5 separate regions of the Mus musculus genome follow, and regions 1, 2, 3 and 4 are each linked to region 5. Evidence: chromatin contacts called from public Hi-C, HiChIP or PLAC-seq and Micro-C data. All regions are on one chromosome and are shown on one strand. Each heading gives the region's core, a stretch centred on a gene start, on an enhancer-like site or on the middle of the called end of the contact. The rest is flanking DNA. Distances are from core to core; before and after follow the strand shown.

The links. HiChIP or PLAC-seq counts read pairs in DNA pulled down with a chosen protein or histone mark. A called contact is a pair of places that touch in the nucleus more often than the background predicts.
Region 1: a Hi-C map of bone marrow-derived macrophages shows a contact between it and region 5, with 27 read pairs. The contact joins two enhancer-like sites. A contact is called at or near these places in 7 of 39 promoter capture datasets (the HPC-7 cell line, HPC-7-derived erythroid cells, embryonic stem cells and 4 more), 1 of 15 datasets of contacts at CTCF or cohesin (large pre-B cells), 1 of 484 Hi-C or Micro-C datasets (bone marrow-derived macrophages) and 3 of 115 datasets of contacts at active chromatin or transcription factors (large pre-B cells, memory CD8 T cells and pancreatic cancer cells).
Region 2: a contact with region 5 is called in a Micro-C map of B cells, with 10 times the contacts expected there. The contact joins two enhancer-like sites. A contact is called at or near these places in 1 of 39 promoter capture datasets (the C10 cell line), 2 of 15 datasets of contacts at CTCF or cohesin (the NIH/3T3 cell line and large pre-B cells), 25 of 484 Hi-C or Micro-C datasets (B cells, the HL-1 cell line, the N1E-115 cell line and 13 more), 3 of 115 datasets of contacts at active chromatin or transcription factors (Th17 cells, fibro-adipogenic progenitors and large pre-B cells) and 1 of 9 other capture datasets (adipose tissue).
Region 3: a contact with region 5 is called in an H3K27ac HiChIP or PLAC-seq map of microglia, with 5 times the contacts expected there. The contact joins two enhancer-like sites. A contact is called at or near these places in 1 of 15 datasets of contacts at CTCF or cohesin (pro-B cells), 6 of 484 Hi-C or Micro-C datasets (CD4 T cells, CD8 T cells, Th1 cells and 2 more), 7 of 115 datasets of contacts at active chromatin or transcription factors (acute myeloid leukemia, bone marrow-derived macrophages, effector CD8 T cells and 3 more) and 2 of 9 other capture datasets (liver and pancreatic islet).
Region 4: a RAD21 HiChIP or PLAC-seq map of pro-B cells shows a contact between it and region 5, with 2.3 times the contacts expected there. The contact joins two enhancer-like sites. A contact is called at or near these places in 1 of 15 datasets of contacts at CTCF or cohesin (pro-B cells), 1 of 484 Hi-C or Micro-C datasets (nephron progenitors) and 2 of 115 datasets of contacts at active chromatin or transcription factors (CD8 T cells and memory CD8 T cells).

What each region holds. Positions count from the first base shown.
Region 1 is chr6:145,881,644-145,884,792 of GRCm38.p6, forward strand. No RefSeq gene overlaps it. Among named protein-coding and RNA genes, the nearest start is that of Bhlhe41, 18 kb to the left of the region's middle. Within about 2 kb of position 1,523, at least 64 of the 459 cell types and tissues checked have an H3K27ac peak or open chromatin away from gene starts, as enhancers often do. A contact at or near this core is called in the HPC-7 cell line, bone marrow-derived macrophages and pancreatic cancer cells, where this site is marked.
Region 2 is chr6:145,828,790-145,831,740 of GRCm38.p6, forward strand. No RefSeq gene overlaps it. Among named protein-coding and RNA genes, the nearest start is that of Gm38927, 12 kb to the right of the region's middle. Within about 2 kb of position 1,507, at least 29 of the 459 cell types and tissues checked have an H3K27ac peak or open chromatin away from gene starts, as enhancers often do. A contact at or near this core is called in B cells, bone marrow-derived macrophages, forebrain and 1 more, where this site is marked.
Region 3 is chr6:146,228,106-146,231,452 of GRCm38.p6, forward strand. It overlaps Itpr2 (inositol 1,4,5-triphosphate receptor 2), which reads right to left. Exons shown (of 57, transcript NM_019923.4): 42 at 1,588-1,788. It overlaps Gm35596 (a long non-coding RNA gene), which reads left to right. Exons shown (of 5, transcript XR_378174.4): 3 at 806-925. Among named protein-coding and RNA genes, the nearest start is that of Gm35596, 10 kb to the left of the region's middle. Within about 2 kb of position 2,061, at least 26 of the 459 cell types and tissues checked have an H3K27ac peak or open chromatin away from gene starts, as enhancers often do. A contact at or near this core is called in bone marrow-derived macrophages and microglia, where this site is marked.
Region 4 is chr6:145,904,659-145,907,785 of GRCm38.p6, forward strand. No RefSeq gene overlaps it. Among named protein-coding and RNA genes, the nearest start is that of Gm32675, 8.0 kb to the right of the region's middle. Within about 2 kb of position 1,638, at least 74 of the 459 cell types and tissues checked have an H3K27ac peak or open chromatin away from gene starts, as enhancers often do. A contact at or near this core is called in pro-B cells, where this site is marked.
Region 5 is chr6:146,078,826-146,082,048 of GRCm38.p6, forward strand. It overlaps Gm32838 (a long non-coding RNA gene), which reads left to right. Exons shown (of 4, transcript XR_001785421.1): 4 at 648-1,442. Among named protein-coding and RNA genes, the nearest start is that of Gm35544, 6.9 kb to the left of the region's middle. Within about 2 kb of position 1,441, at least 114 of the 459 cell types and tissues checked have an H3K27ac peak or open chromatin away from gene starts, as enhancers often do. A contact at or near this core is called in B cells, the HPC-7 cell line, bone marrow-derived macrophages and 5 more, where this site is marked.

The sequences.
Region 1 (3,149 bases), core at 273-2,772, 200 kb before region 5:
ATAACTTTAATGGTGCATTACAATGCCATGCATGTAGTAGTCAGGGTTAGATGGAAGTAGTGGTGTGGTAGTGAATGTTTAACTGGACCTCAGGGAAAAGCATGTCTGTATGTGCAGTCTGAAAGATGTGTAGAAAACACATACAGTGATGTGCAATAATAAAATATGCATTGCTCACATAAATTCCATGAAGCTGATTAATTCTCAGTGAATGGTTTTATTGATTTCTGCTGACCCTGTATCCTTTGCCAGCCTACAGTTGCAATTAATTCATAAATGTAATTCCAACATGAAAGTTGGTTGAGACTTTTGTTTATTTTAGTGATTAAGGTGAAAGTACTACGGAGAAAAGACTTTTTAAAATAACCTTAGTCATTTGTTAAATACAGGAGCAATTAGTAACAACTCTCACACAATGGGAAATGGTTTTTCTGCTTTCTTGTGTGTTACTCACAATGCAAAGTTCCGATGCGACACAGTGCTAAGTACAATCAACATGACACATGATTTCTCTGGCCTAATAACCAAGAAAACCAACCCCTGAAGTTTCTGCCAATTTTCATAGTGTAAATACTTGCAAGAGACTCTCTACCAACAATGTATCAGTGAAAGTGGAGGTGGGGGATTACAGGCAGGGAGGAAGCAGAAGAGACACTTCCTTGGCTTGGTGTGGAATTTACCTGATCGTCATCAGCTACAAGAGTTAGAAACACCTGGAGTGCTGGCTTGTGAAATGCAGGGTATGATATTGAATGGACTTTACAGCACAATTCTCTGATTTGGACAAATGTTGAATGAGGGTAATATTGTCACCTGGAGGCTGAGACTGCGTGAAGATCAGCCTAGGCCTCCAGGCTCTGAGGCAGGAACAACTGAAACCAACAGAACAAAAGAAACCCAAGAGCTCCCAGCAGCTAAACTAGGGGAGCTACACCACCGAGGCCACAGTGATCCTTCTTGTGAGGTGAGAGATGGGCTTTATTCTCTCTCATTGGCCCTGTGGCATTGAGACCCAGGACCTCTGAAATGTAGCTCTCCTCCTGTGTAGTGTCTCAAGCACAGAGGTGTTTCCCCTGTTCTGTAGCAACACAAAGCAGGAGCAGACGGAAGCGAGCCTTATTGACTCCTGACTCTTGAAGACAGACCGGAGCCCAGTAAATATTTGTAGAAAGACTAGATGACCTCACAGAATGGGGCTACTGTTTGTGGTGGAGTAGCTTTTAATTTCTACATGACTAAATTTTTACTCTGTGATCATATATTAATATATTATCAAATTTGAATGGGTATGCTACTAATAGTCTAAATACTCACTAAAACTACGTCTTAGAGCCAGATGTGCTGCTGTGAACCTGGGATCCCATACTTGGAAGGCTGAGGAAGAGGGTCATTCACAGATAATCACTTCTGTAGCACCACACCAAGACACTTTCATCTATCGTTTCAGCTAATGTATACTGGTGTAACTTTTAGTGACCCACCTACTCTCTGTTTCTGTGGAGTTACCCATTTGGATATCTCATGTGCACAGAACCATGTGAGTCATTGCTCTCTACAGTTGAGTTCATTTCCTGTTTTCAGGGTTAATCCTTGCAATAGCATACAATATTTTACTAGTTTTTTTTTTTTTACTGCTAAACCACATTGCATTGCATGACTATGGCACTTTTATTTGCCCACTTAGCAGTTGATAGAATCCAGGGCATGTTCTTTTTTTTTTTTTTTTTCATTTTTTATTAGGTATTTAGCTCATTTACATTTCCAATGCTATATCAAAAGTCCCCCATACCCACCCACCCCCACTCCCCTACCCACCCACTCCCCCTTTTTGGCCCTGGCGTTCCCCTGTACTGGGGCATATAAAGTTTGCGTGTCCAATGGGCCTCTCTTTCCAGTGATGGCCGACTAGGCCATCTTTTGATACATATGCAGCTAGAGTCAAGAGCTCCGGGGTACTGGTTAGTTCATAATGTTGTTCCACCTATAGGGTTGCAGATCCCTTTAGCTCCTTGGGTACTTTCTCTAGCTCCTCCATTGGGAGCCCTGTGATCCATCCATTAGCTGACTGTGAGCATCCACTTCTGTGTTTGCTAGCCAGGGCATGTTCTTTTGAGCGCTCATGAATGACATTCTGAGCACCAGGCATGAGGCTGTGTGCACTTGCTTTCAGTTCTCTAGGATGTGGGCTGGGGCAGATGCTAGTTACATAGTAACTGAGGGACAGACAGCTTTGCGAAAGGGCTTCAGCCCCCACTGCATTCTTGCCAGAAGTGTATGAAGGTTCCGTTTCCACCACATGGTCAGGGAAGTTACCAGCCACAGAAAGGTGTGATGAATGTTAAATCGACTTCTCAGTAAGTGTAAACCTTTTAGGATTTGACCAAAAATTTGTATTCAAAGGCATAGTTTTAGTTACAACCTTATAAATCTAAATGGTTTGTAAGAATAAAACTTCCAAGTGTAAGACTAAAACTTCCAGGCTTTACCATGCAACCAAGAGCACAGAGCAAGGATCTCAGGCTGGAAGGGTTTAACTGTCTTTCTTAGGGTGCTCCTAAAACTTGAAGTAAATTTACAGTACATGTTGTGGGGGTACACTCTTGTTATCCCAGTACTTGGGAGATACAGGCAAAGGGATCAGGTGTTCAGGGCCAGTCTTAGCTACAGGAGACCCATGTCAACAAAAACAAACAAAACAAAGTAACAAGTGGCTGTTGGGGTGGAGGGGGGTGTCTTAATTCTGAAGGTTTCTGGAAGCAGTAATGCTTGAGCACTGGTTCAGTCAAGAAATCTTGTAACAAAAATAAAAAAACAATATGTAGCATAGAGGCTGTGAAGAGACAAAGGCAGGAAGATACTCCAGAAGAGGAATGGAGATGCTCCTTCAAACAGGACATATGTGCTACTGTGTTTCCATATGACCTGACACAGCCAGACAAGCCCTTACTTCTCTCTCTCCCCATTCGACACTGAACTTTTAAGTGTCTCGTGACACTAGAAGAAGCCACTGCATGCTGGTGTCTGTCATATAATTTGCACTCAATATATGTTGTTTGTTAAAGTTAGTATTAAAGTAACAAGTCCCAAAACTTAACATTTTGGAAATAGTATTCGATGTGGAGCATATGTCTAAGTTTTGCTAGCCAGAT
Region 2 (2,951 bases), core at 257-2,756, 250 kb before region 5:
TAGTAGGGGACTCTGCAGTAAAATGCGGGCATGGTGGTGTACATTGTTAAATCCAGGCACTTAGCAAGCACGGACAGGCAGATCTCAAGAGTAGGCAAGCCTGATCTACATTGTGTCCAGCCCCACTAAATAAATAAATAAATAAATAAATAAATAAATAAATAAATAAATAAAACTATGGCAAGCATTTAGTCACTTTTCCTCCACCCGAACGTGGTGACACTACTTGAGCTAGAACACACTCAGGGTGTTGTGGAGTCCAGGACATAGTCTTATGGCTCCAGCCACAGAGTGAGTTCCTCTATTCCTGCCCCTGCCTGGCACGTGAATAACTTCTGACCATTAGCTGGACAGGGACAAAACCCCCACCGCCCTGTCCCAGCCAGCTACAGTCAGTATTCCTGTTTTGAACGGATGGACACCAAGCGAAGGGCATCAACTATTGATTGTATTTCATGGAACAGACTCGGCTCCCTGGGATCCGGGTCACAGACACACAACCTCTACCCCTAGGCAAGGCCCTCAGAAGGCCCTGCTCTGGCGTCACTAGTCACCTGCCACCATCACAGGACTCTTCATCATCCCATCTGTACTTTGTAAAGGAAGTCTCTTGGGACACAGGGCCATGAGCAAGAGCAGAGGTGACCTTCGTGACCAGCACACATCTGCTATTCCTTACTTCTTGTCTACATGCCGAATTCTCGATGTCCCAGTACCACAGAACAGCAGGCTTCAGGGGTGAGGTCACTGTGGGAAAGCCATCGGCTCCCATAGAACCTGGACTCACAGTGACACAACACCCTGGCCCGGGAAACAGGAGGCTGAGAGGTCCTGACATGCCCTCCATTACTCCCATCTCTTTGCCAGCCATGTATGCTGAAGCTATCGAGCGAGGCCAAAGGTGACGGGGGTGGAGCCCCCTCTGGCCCACTTCTCTCTGCTTGTCATGAGAGTTCATTTGCTGTTCTTTTCACATTGATTGGCACTATATAAGATGGGTAAATTGATTTAATATTTAATTTTTTTTCCTAGATTCGCATTTGAAACTGCCAATATTAAAACGTGGCGAGCAGAGAGAAGTCAGGGCAATTCATACTGTCACTGTCACAATTTCCTTTTCTGTCAGCACTGAGTCCTGTAAACTACATGGCTGACTAGAACTGGAAAAAAAGCTAGGAGGGAGAGAGGGAGAGAGAGAGGGAGAGGGAGAGGGAGAGGGAGAGGGGAGAGGAGGGAGAGAGGGAGAGGGAGAGGGAGGAGAACAGAAAGAAACAGAGAGGAGAGACAGGCAGGCAGGCAGGCAGGCAGAGCGACAGACAGATTTAACAGCCATTCCTCTCAGAAATTGTTGGAAAAGTGTTCTAAGTACTCATTCTGAAAGACTAAGACATTGTAAATGTCTCCATTATTTTTATTACTTCATTTATTTTCCATTCATAAGGTTCCCTGGGTGATTCAAGAACTCAGTGCCTGCAGTAGCTAATAACTATACACTAGGGGGCAGCAGCCACCGCCAGTCTACTGGCCGGTGCTGCGAAGCTAGGTGAACCGATCGGAGCAAAGGCGGGCCTCCATACCCAGGAAGGGAACTGCTTGCAAGAATCATTGATTCTGAAAGAGGATGTTCTTCTTATGCCAAGGACCTAAATGGGTCCTTTACCAGTGAAGAAACAGCAGTGAGCGTGTTTTATAGGCTAATATGTCACTGAGTGTCTCTGAGGCAACGGGACGTCACATTTTGTAGAATCTTCAAATGTAAAATTAGTGTTTCTGTAAGGTCTTGTAGTAATTGGTGGTTTCTTTCTTTTCTTTTTTTTTTTTTTAACCTACTATGAATTTGACCCATGCTGCAGAGGTCACTATAATCAAGTGTGAACACTTTGTAGTAGAGGCTTTGAGGGACACTGCCAGGGTTAGGGTGACAGACACCGACTGGCTGGGAACACTGGAGCGTCAGAGTGTCACATGAGAATGTTTACAAAGGCAGGGCTGTCTGTTACTTCCCTGGTTGCTATGACAAAATGTCTGGCAAGAGCAACTTATGGAAGGCAAGGCGGGTCGAGAGTCTGTCACGGTGGGGTGGGGTGGGCACGGAGCGTATGAGCTACTGTTCGCACTGTATCTGCAGTCAGGAATCTGAGCCAGATGAACGCTGATGCTCAGCACACTTCCTTCTTTTTATCTGGTCTAGGACCCAGAGCACAGCATGGTGCTAACCATGGTTGAGGTGAGTCTACCCCTTAACGCTACCCAGAAACTCCCTTACAGACACACCCAGAAGTCTATCTCCCAGATCCTGTAAAGATGGCAATATTAACCACCACAGGGGGTTACTTACAAAGCTAGGGCAGAGGGCAGCATCACCCAGGGCTCGAGTGTTCCCAAAGACAGCTTGGAATACTGTACTCATGTGATCCAACAAAATACCCAAGTAAGAATTTTATTAAAAGTAGATTTAAAGTTCCATAAGACAGCACAATAAGAAACCACTTCTGACTCCAGACTCCGAGACAACACTTAAGAGAGAGCATCTTTCTACCCGAGTTAGTGGCTCTCAAATAGAGCAGTTCCATAAACCAGGGGACATGCAGAAATTCCCAGAGCTGTCTTTGGTGGTCCCAGAAACTGGAGGCATTATTTCCCTTTAATATGGTGGTGAGATAACTCAGTGGCAAGAAGACAGCATTGCCATTTTTAAAGTGGGCCAAGGACTCTGACAATTTGCAAATCATGTGAGCAGTCTCCAGGTTCATGGGAAAAACAAAAAAAAACAAAAAAAACCAAACAAACAAAAACAACCCCAACAAATTAGACAAACAAGACAGAAGTGACAATAGTGAGTGTGGAGAAAGGGGCTCCTGGCACACACTGGTGAGCATGAAAGCCACACAGACATCCTGGATAACAGCATGGGAATCCCACATGGAGCCAGCATGCCTCTCTGGGGTCTA
Region 3 (3,347 bases), core at 811-3,310, 150 kb after region 5:
TGGTTGGAAGCAGCTTGAAGGCCACATTCATGGGACCAGGCTACCAAGCCACCCAAGCAGCTCAAGAATCTAAAACCCTGAGGAGTCACACAAGAAACGGCAGCCCTAGCCAACAGAGCAGCTTGGCCTGGGCCTCCTATCTCTTCTTTATACAAGGACATCTGTGCAGAGGAAAGGTGTGTTCCTGTGCAACACTGGCAATGTCCTGAGGCTTTTCTGCTCATAAGAACATCTGCAAAACCCAAAGGGAATCTATTTCAAATCATTTCTAGAACTTTCTTAAAGCCCTTCTGTGCATTTTCAGAGCATAGGGAGTTATCCAGGTAAGGCATGCTATCTTATTACAAGTGTATCCTTGGAGAACTTACTTGGATTCAGGACTTTCGAAACTCAGTTCCACCACAAAGTAGGGGAGGTTCTGGCAGATTTTTCACAAAAATGGTAAAATATGAAAGAAACATGTATGTGCATATTTTTTATTTTAGAGTAGAATTTTACCAGCCAACCCGACCTCTGAATTTGTGCACTTTACCTCGGCTTTAAATCAACTGTCAGGGATACCTTTATCATTGTAGGAAACTAAAATGTGATCTTGAAAATAAAGGGAAAACATGTACAAACTCACTGTCATAAACACAGAGAAGAAAACAATACCGTTATGATAACGGTCAATGTGTTTGCATCAAATGAACACACAGGTGTGTGTATATCGTGTATATGTGTGTACACAGGCACTGCATGTGTGTGTGTGGACAGTCATATGATCTGCAATAGAAAAGCTGACTTTTTCACATCTTCTTCCTAGAGCAACCATTGATGTTTGGTATCAATCACACCTTTAAATTTTATGTCCAGAAATGTATGACATGGAGCCTCTGCCCCTGAACCTTGCCCGCTCCAGGTGTTTTCTGAATACTAAACACTGGTAAGAAACATTACAAGATGCCTTTCTTCCCTACATCTCCTGTCCTGTCATCTCCCACAGTGTGTCCTTAGAGCAAAGCAAAACACTCTGGGGACCAGGATGAACGTCGGGTCTCTCACATGTGCATGTGCACCGAAATCAAAATGGCTCATTGTTTGGGTTCTGAAAGTCTGTAGCTTTTCTGTTTTTGCAGTGTCTCAGAGTGCTGCCATCTCTGAGCTGATCTCTGAGTCTGAAGCTGTTTATCAGCAAGATGACAGCCATGAGACCCACTTCATAAGCTAACCAAGCATATGTGTAACATGGATATTATACCCCACAACATGTACACACTGCATTGGAGCCAAAGCCACAGCGAGTTAACTCCACACAGCTGGAGATACAGAGAAAAACTCAACATTGGGAAGAAATACAATCTTACCCTTCTTTCAGTAACTCTTTTTATCTTAAATATTTTCACGGGAACTTTCTTTTATAATGCAATTTAAAATGTAGCCTACTATGTGCTAGTCTACACCTCGGCCTTTGTATGTTCTTTGAGAAAAGCAGCCACACCAAGCAGAACAAGCAACGAGGCTTCACCAGCATGTGAGGTGGGCTCTGTGCCTCACCCGGCATGCTGCTTCTGAGTCATGGCTCAGGCAGCGCTACTCTCTGGTTACCTGGTTCTCGTGGCACGGGCCTTGGCAGTACTCGGTCAAGCTCTCCAGAGTCTGGTTGACCAGAGCTACATTCCTCTCATTGATGTAGAGCCCCAGCAGGCCTAGACCCCCTGTGGTACTTCCGCAGATACAGTCCAGGAACTGAAGCGTTTCACAGACAAGGTTGTAGTTTGTTTTGTTGTTCTGGTTCCTCAAGAAGTTCTGCAAGGGGAAATCAAATACAGCTGAAGGACTGAAAGCAAAACACGGGGGAAAAGGGTCAGGTTTAGCTTCTGTGTGTGTGTGGGTGGGTGTGTGTGTGTGTGTGTGTGTGTGTGTGTGTGTGTAAGAGACAGAGAAAGAAAGAGGGAGAGGGAGAGGGAGAGAGAGAGAGAGAGAGAGAGAGAGAGAGAGATTCCTTGCCAGTATAGAATTCAATTATTCTTTATAAGACAGTGAGACAACTGGGGGCAGGAAGGTGACCAGCAGAAGAGAGAAGTAATGAGGGGCATAATGGGTGTGACTATGACTAAGCATAATGATGTGCATGAAAATGCCATAATGAGACTCATTGTTTTTCAAGATAACTTTAAAATAATTTAAAATTGAATAATGTTTAAACGTTGATGCCCTCCCCTTCGAGACCTAGCAAAAGTATTCAGCCAAACAAGTCACACTAAACACTGCCCTGCTGTCCTCACTGGAAATCTACAGAGGGCAGAAACAAGTGTGAGAAGGAGAAAGGAGAAGGGAAACAGACTGTTCGTGGAGGCGGAGTCCAACTTCCATGCGAAGCATCCCTGACAAGCCTGCCTGTCACGGTGCAGTCGGGGTAGGATCATAGGAGGAGCAACATGAAAGCTCTCTCAAGCATTTCGGCAAGCAGTCCTCCATCTCTGCACCTGCACACTAAAGAGATTCACTGCTCACTGCCGGTTAGCACAGACAGGGGCTAGCAAAAGCTGGAGCCTTACCCCTGCTGGCAGTGTGATGGGTGTGGCTCTTAGGAAATGCTTCCATGTGTGTGATAAGCATTACCAAGCAATAAGTACTATAGTAATGTTAAAAAAAATGACTAAACGAAAAAGCAGACACTATAGAACGTATATTCTCTTGAACAGAAATTAGGCTTATAGGCACAAACTGATGTTTATATGTGCACAGAATTTTCTAGAAAAAAAACTGTTATTGGTGCACTTCCTTTGGGGACTAAGGCTAGGGAAAGAACCCAAAGAGAAATAGAGGGAGAGAGGGTTCTTGTTTTAATGCATTTGTAGCTATCTATTTATTTATTTTGATTTTTTGCTATTTGTTCTTCTTACCGCTACTGTGAAAGAAAAGGTTCTCTAAGGGAGTGCTTGAGCCACACTTTCATGGTTAACAGAAAGCCAGATATTATTCTATCTATTTTGCTCATCCACGCCCCACACTGTCAGGGTCTATTGATGAGAACTAGCTGGCAGGCACACCCTACAGAAGCTAGATCTAAGCTGCGGTCAGCTCGTCCCAATGAGCCACATTCCCCCACCATTCATTCGGGAACATCTCATCAACATGGACCCTATTCTAATCCTAGGCAGGACCCACTGTGGAAACCTCCACCAGTCACTGTAATTCATTAATAAAACCGTTTCCCGGCTATGCTAGCTACAGTGGCACTGCGAAGCTGGCTGGCAAGGGCGAGTGTCTATCTTGGAGGCAAACTCTTCAGGGGAGCATTCCATGCTCCCTCAACCAGGCCAATCACAATTGCTCTCTCCGTGTGCCTTTGCCATGGTGTC
Region 4 (3,127 bases), core at 388-2,887, 170 kb before region 5:
TCCCTGTGGCACTGTCTGCCCCTAAGGGTGTAGAACCAGATCTCTTCCAGAGCCTTGAGGGCCAGCAGCTGGAAGCTGAAGCAGACCCACCCTAGCCTGGGGGTAGGGGGAGTCCTTATTACAGGGTGTGATTCAGGCTGCAGAGGACAGTAAAGGGACAGTCCCTTTTGAAAGAAAAAGAGCCAACACCTTAGGGTGCACCCTGGATAGTTCGTGATCCTCAATATTGGATCATGAGAAATGTAGGATCCTGGAGAGAGGACTCTGGTTAGGAGCCCTCCCTGCTCTTGCAGAGAATGGGAGTTCGTTTCTCAGCACCCGTGTCAAGCAGTAACTCTCCGGGGTATTTGATTTCTTTTTCTGGCTTCCTTAGGCATTTGCTCGTGTCTGTCTGTCTGTTCATCTGTTTCATACCCCCTCCCCCCTACGGGAACACATATACACCAATGAAATATAAAAACAAATCTTTTTTTAAAAAGAGGAAAACTGGGAAAATAATGTCCTTTGGTTTTTAAAATAAAAAATGGGCACCTACTTTATATTCTTCCTCTGCCCTTGTCCCCACCCACAATGGTCTTTTACTTTCAAATAAGCTTAGTGAAGTCAGCCCACACCTCCCACAGGCTGAGTAGTAACTAGAGCAAACACACAAAACCCACTGTGGTAGGTCACAGAAGAGCTTCGCCTCCAGCCTAGAGAAACCAAACCGTCAAAGCAGACCACTCACCAAAGGCTGTCAGTTGATTTGAAAAACAGTGCAAGAAGCACCATTTACCATCTGTAACACACACACGCACACACACACACACACATATACATACATATACATGCACACATGTATATACACACATATACACATACACACATATATATACATACATATACACATACATATACATAAACACATGTATACACATATACACACATATATATACACACACACATATATACAGACATAGACACATGCACACATATGCACACACATAAACACATAAACATGAACATATATACACATACACAATATACATACACATGCATACACACATATACACACATATGTACATACATACATACATACACACATTTGTACGTGTTTCTTTATTGGGAGAGCTTGTCTGGTAGCTCCAGGATCACTTTATTCCTGTTATAACACATAGTCCCCTGTCCCCTAAGAAAGCACTCTCATGTTCAAGTTTTCACCTTTCTTACTCTCATCTCTAGCCCTCATTCTCTCTCTCCCTTCCCCCTGTCTCCAGGTAGCCATGGCCAGCCTCTCTCTCTCTCTTTCCCCCTGCTTTCTACAATAAAGCTCTAAACCCATAAGAGAGAGAGAGAGAGAGAGAGAGAGAGACAGAGCAAGCAAGCACTCTCACTGTCCCCATGTCCCCATTACTGGAGTCACTTCAACCTAGAGCTTTGGCAGTAACCTCACAAAGACCTTTGCTGCCTTCAGCCTGATCCTCACCCAACAGCCTGGGTAGGAAGTGAGATTCTATCTCCCTCTTGTCCAGCAGTCCCTGATGATTTCCTAACAGAACAACTCAGTGTCAGGAAGATCTGCCCAGGACTCCTGGGACTTTCTACCTCACTGACCTCCAGCCTCATCAGCTTCCCGCCCTGCTGCCTTTCAGCCACATGAGTCACCGCCCTGCTATTCCTGACCACATCTGTCCCTGGTCCCCAGGGACTGGCCTTAGCGCCTCTGCCTGGAGCTGTCTCCAGAGGTGACAGCCTCTGGCTTACTCCATGGCTTCTTGGATCTTTGCTTAAGTCTTTACAGTCTGTGGCCTGGCCTGTCATTCTGAGCCTCCTGACTCTCTGTTCCAGGCAGTGTTTTCTTTCCTCTCTGGATAGTTATCCTCCCTTGACATAATTACAATTAATTCCTATATTATATCTATTGCTTACTGTTAGCCCTCCTAAACCTATGCCCCCAAAGCCAATGGTTTGACTCAAGTGCTTACAACAGTATCAGCCTAGCACACTGTGGGCCTCTGGCCCACGCTCTCTGATCAAGGAGGGAACGTGTGAACACTTTCAGTATCTGTTCCTTCATCTAGGTACCTATGTGGATCTGTGCAGTGCACTGCCGGCTGCTCCTCTCTGTTGCCCCTAGTAGCTGTCCTTCAGGGACCTGTGACCATTTCATTTGGTCACGTTGTTTATAAATAATATCAAAGTCCTTTTCATCCACCCATGGAATCATAATTTGTTTGTACATCCTAAACAACCCAGTCTGCACATACAGCTGCTTCAGTGTCAGAAGCTTATCCAGGAGAGTCCAACATTCTCTTCTGGCATCTGCAGGTACCTGCACTTGTATGCAAAACCTACACACACACACACACACACACACACACACACACATACACACACACTAACACACACACCTATCCCTCCTTACCTACACACATACACATATACATACACCCCTACACACATACACACACTAACACACACACCTATCCCTCCTCACTTATACACACACACACACACACACACCCTTACACATATAAACACACTAACACACGCCTGTCACACACATGCCTATACACATACACACATAACACACATACCTACCTCCACCTCACCTATACACACACACCTATACACATGCACATACTAATATACATACTGCTTATACACATAACACACTAACATATACCTATACACACCTACATACATACATGCCTATACACTTCTATACACCATACACCTACATAGACACACACACCTACACACACATCCTCCTACACACATGTACACACATAGACCTACACACACATTTAGACACACTTATACACACATTCTTACATACACATACACACTACATACACGTAAGCCTACATACACACACTACATACATACAGGCCTACACACATACCTATACACATATTTATACAGAGATATATGCATACATACCCATACACACACACACACACACACACACACACACACACACACACACACACACACACACAAATATATAAAATGTTAAAAATAAATCCTTTAGAAAGTCAAAGCTACCGGGGTGTTGTTATACACACCTTTAATCCTAGCACTTAGAAGGCAGAAGCAGGTGGATCTTTGTGAGTTTGAGGCCAGCCTGGTCTACATAGTGAGTTCC
Region 5 (3,223 bases), core at 191-2,690:
CTAACAATTGTTAGAATGATCCAACACATTTAAAATTACTTCCTCCTGCACATAAAGATGGGAGGAGAAAGACCCTGTGCGCAGAGAACAGGCCCTTTATCTCTGCATTTCCATTTCTTAAATTCTTTCTTAGTGTCTTACAAAATGTCTGCATCCTTTTCTTTTTCTTTTCCCATAGAAATCCATTCGAAATGTCCCTGGTCTCTGCACTTGGACTGCGGCTGCTGTAGATAGCCCAGCCTGCAGCACACCTATAGAGCCCGAGACACCGTGACACGTGTGTGAACTGAGGCTTGAGCAACTCCAGGCCTGGAGGCCACCCCACCTGAGAATGGAGTGGGACTTTAATTTTTTTTTTTTTTTTTAAAGAGGAGTCTGGGCCTTAGGAGTGATGCCTCTGTGGGTGGCTTCTTAGCTCCTCTTTGCCCATGGCCTTCAGCCTGACTCCTATAATTCTGGCTGGCTGGCTAGCAAGCTTGCTAAAGCAGCCAGCTCCTTAGCTCCTCCACTGCTGTATCTGCTTAGTTTGTTGAGCAACATCTGATCTGGAAGGCAGTTCCCTTCTTTCAAAATTAAGAACCCGTGGTGAGGAGCCTGCTTTCCTCTGAATCTGTTTCACTTGGTGAATATTTGAAATCCCCCAGCAGGTGGCGCTGTTTTGGGAGGCTCTGGAGCCTTTAGAGGATAGAGTGGAGCTGGAAGAAGCTGGTCATCGGGAGGAGGCCTTTCAAGGGCCCTGTTGCCAGTCCTGTTTTCTACTTCCTGGCCAGCCATGATGTGCCGAGCCTCAGCCACATAATCCCAGGATATGAACTCCTCTGTGCATTCCCCACGATGATAAATGAACCCGACACCATGAACCCCCAACAAATGTCTCCTCAAAATGTTTGTGCAAGGAGACGCAGGAGTAAGAGACACAGAGCTGAGTCCTGTGTGTGAATACTAAGTGTGTATGAACATCCTTAGGTACAGAGGCACAGTTGTCAGTGTGTGCATTCACCTATAGTCCCATGTAGGTGTCCTGGTTAGCATTAACTGTCAACCTGACACAGCCTAAAGTCATCTTCAAGAGGAACTGCCTGGATCAGACTGGCCTGTGGGCATGTCTGCGGGACGGTCTTGGTCACTCATTGCTGTAGGCAGGCCCAGTGGGCCACAGCATTCTCTGGGCAGGTGGTCTAGGCTAGAGCAGAAGAAAGCTAGCCAAGTGTGGGTCTGCAAACAGATCAGTAAGACAGCTTGTGATAGCAGCTAAGATAAAACAACCCCCTTTCTTCCCTAAATTGCTTTTGCACAGTGTGTTTTGTTTTGTTTTGTTTTGTTGTTTTTAATTACTGCAAAGAAAGGCAGCCACGGAGCAGAAAACCCTCTTTCTGTAGCCAATTCCCTCAGAGATGAAAGCAGCCCAGTGTCTTAGCCCCTCCCCCACAGTCAGTATCAGAAAGGAAGTTGGTTTTTGTGAGACAAAGGGAAATGAGCTCAGGTCAATAGAGGCTCTAGAGTGATATCTCCCTAAGACAACACAGCCATTTACAATCCCTATAACTAAAACTGAGGGACAGAGACAGAAGACCTTCTCAACCTTCCTGGAGGCTTAAAGAGGCAGCATGATGCTGGGACCTGCTTCCCCTGAGCAGATAGATGTGCTGAAGATGGCCCAGAGCCCTAGTCAGCAGGGAAGGCAGTCTGGATGACATTTGAGCTCTCAGAGAGTTAAGTTGCAGTGTGAAATAGAAGTGATTTCTCTTATTCACACAAGAGAAACCAAATCCCACCGTCAGTTTTCTTGAATCACTACTCTACGTCTGGTAACCGCTTTCAGGTTCAGGAGAGCTGCAGAGAACTTAAGAGGCCTTGCCCTCAAACGCCCAGTGTTCAGTTGGGAATAATGAGGAGGTCTGGAATGTGCTGGCTGATAACTGCCGTGAAGGAAGGAAGCCACCGCTGGGTAAAGGGAGGGAGGGAGGGAGAGAGAGAGAGGGGGGGTGGGGGGGAGGGAGAGGGAGAGAGAGAGAGAGGTGAGATTTGGTGTGGAGTAGCAAGGGCTCTTCCTCTTCAAAGGATGTGATGTGGCCGAGCAGGCAGAGGGCGGAGGCAGCCACAGGAACCCTTTGCACATGAGTGTCTGAACGAGAATATAAGGTCCAGAGGTATGACTGAGTCAGCGTGGCTGAAGGCCACAGTGAGGATTTGCTCTCTATAACCTGAGAAGCTACAGGAGGTTCCCAGGGGAGCAAGTGTTCTGCTTCATTAGTGGGAGGGTGGGGACTGCCAGGTGACGTCATGGATAGGAGCAGAGTGACCAGTTAGGATGTGTCTGCTGGAGTTGAGGTGGTTGTGGCTAGACTACGCTTAAGGCCGTGAGGGTGTAGGGAGCAGGGAGATTTCAAAGGAAACCTCAAGAGAACTGGCTTGTGTGTTGTGGGCTGAGGCACCTTTGAGGCTATGGGCTAAGGAGGTGGAAGAGTGAAGTTGTTTTCTAAGATGAATAAGAATGGGGTGGGAGGTGGTCACGGTGCGTTCTCAGATTTGCAGATGTTTTCACTTTTGCTATGATTGTGTTTGACAAAGTCATCTAGAAAACAGCTCAGTGAAAAGGGGCCTGACGCACAGGGTGATGTTCCCGTGAGCTCTGGTCACATCTTTTTTTCAACCGCTTATTTTCTGTGTGTTTCTGTTTAAAGACACCATGTTCAGGGTATATTGCTGACTTGTTAACATTGAAATTGTCCAGCAACACTGCAGCTTATGCCCGAAGGGAGTGTGCCTAATATATTTTCTTTGTCGGGCAAAGTCTCTGCTTTCTTGAACTTTGGGACACAGAATAGCACTTCAGTGCAATATCTACAGGGCATTTACACAGAAAAACCACCAACCAAAAGCACCCATGTGCATGAAAGTGCAGTCTTCACTCAAGTGATGCAAGTGTGCGAAGATGCTGCCATGATGACGGCTGAAGCATTAGGACAGAACACCACCTTGTGGAACAACAGCTTGGACACGGAGTCAGGTGACTCAAATCTCTTGGCTGCTCCGTGCACATCGGAAATGAATTATGAGAGCATCATGGGTATTTAGAGAGCAGGTGCATTTGCAAATGTGGGATTCATGAACAACGGGGAACTGTTGGATTCAGACAGGGGAGCTGCTGAACCCCGTGGAGGTCTGAGAAGTGAAGCGGCTTCAGGGGACTCCTGGGGGCTTTGATTTGGGTGCTATTTAT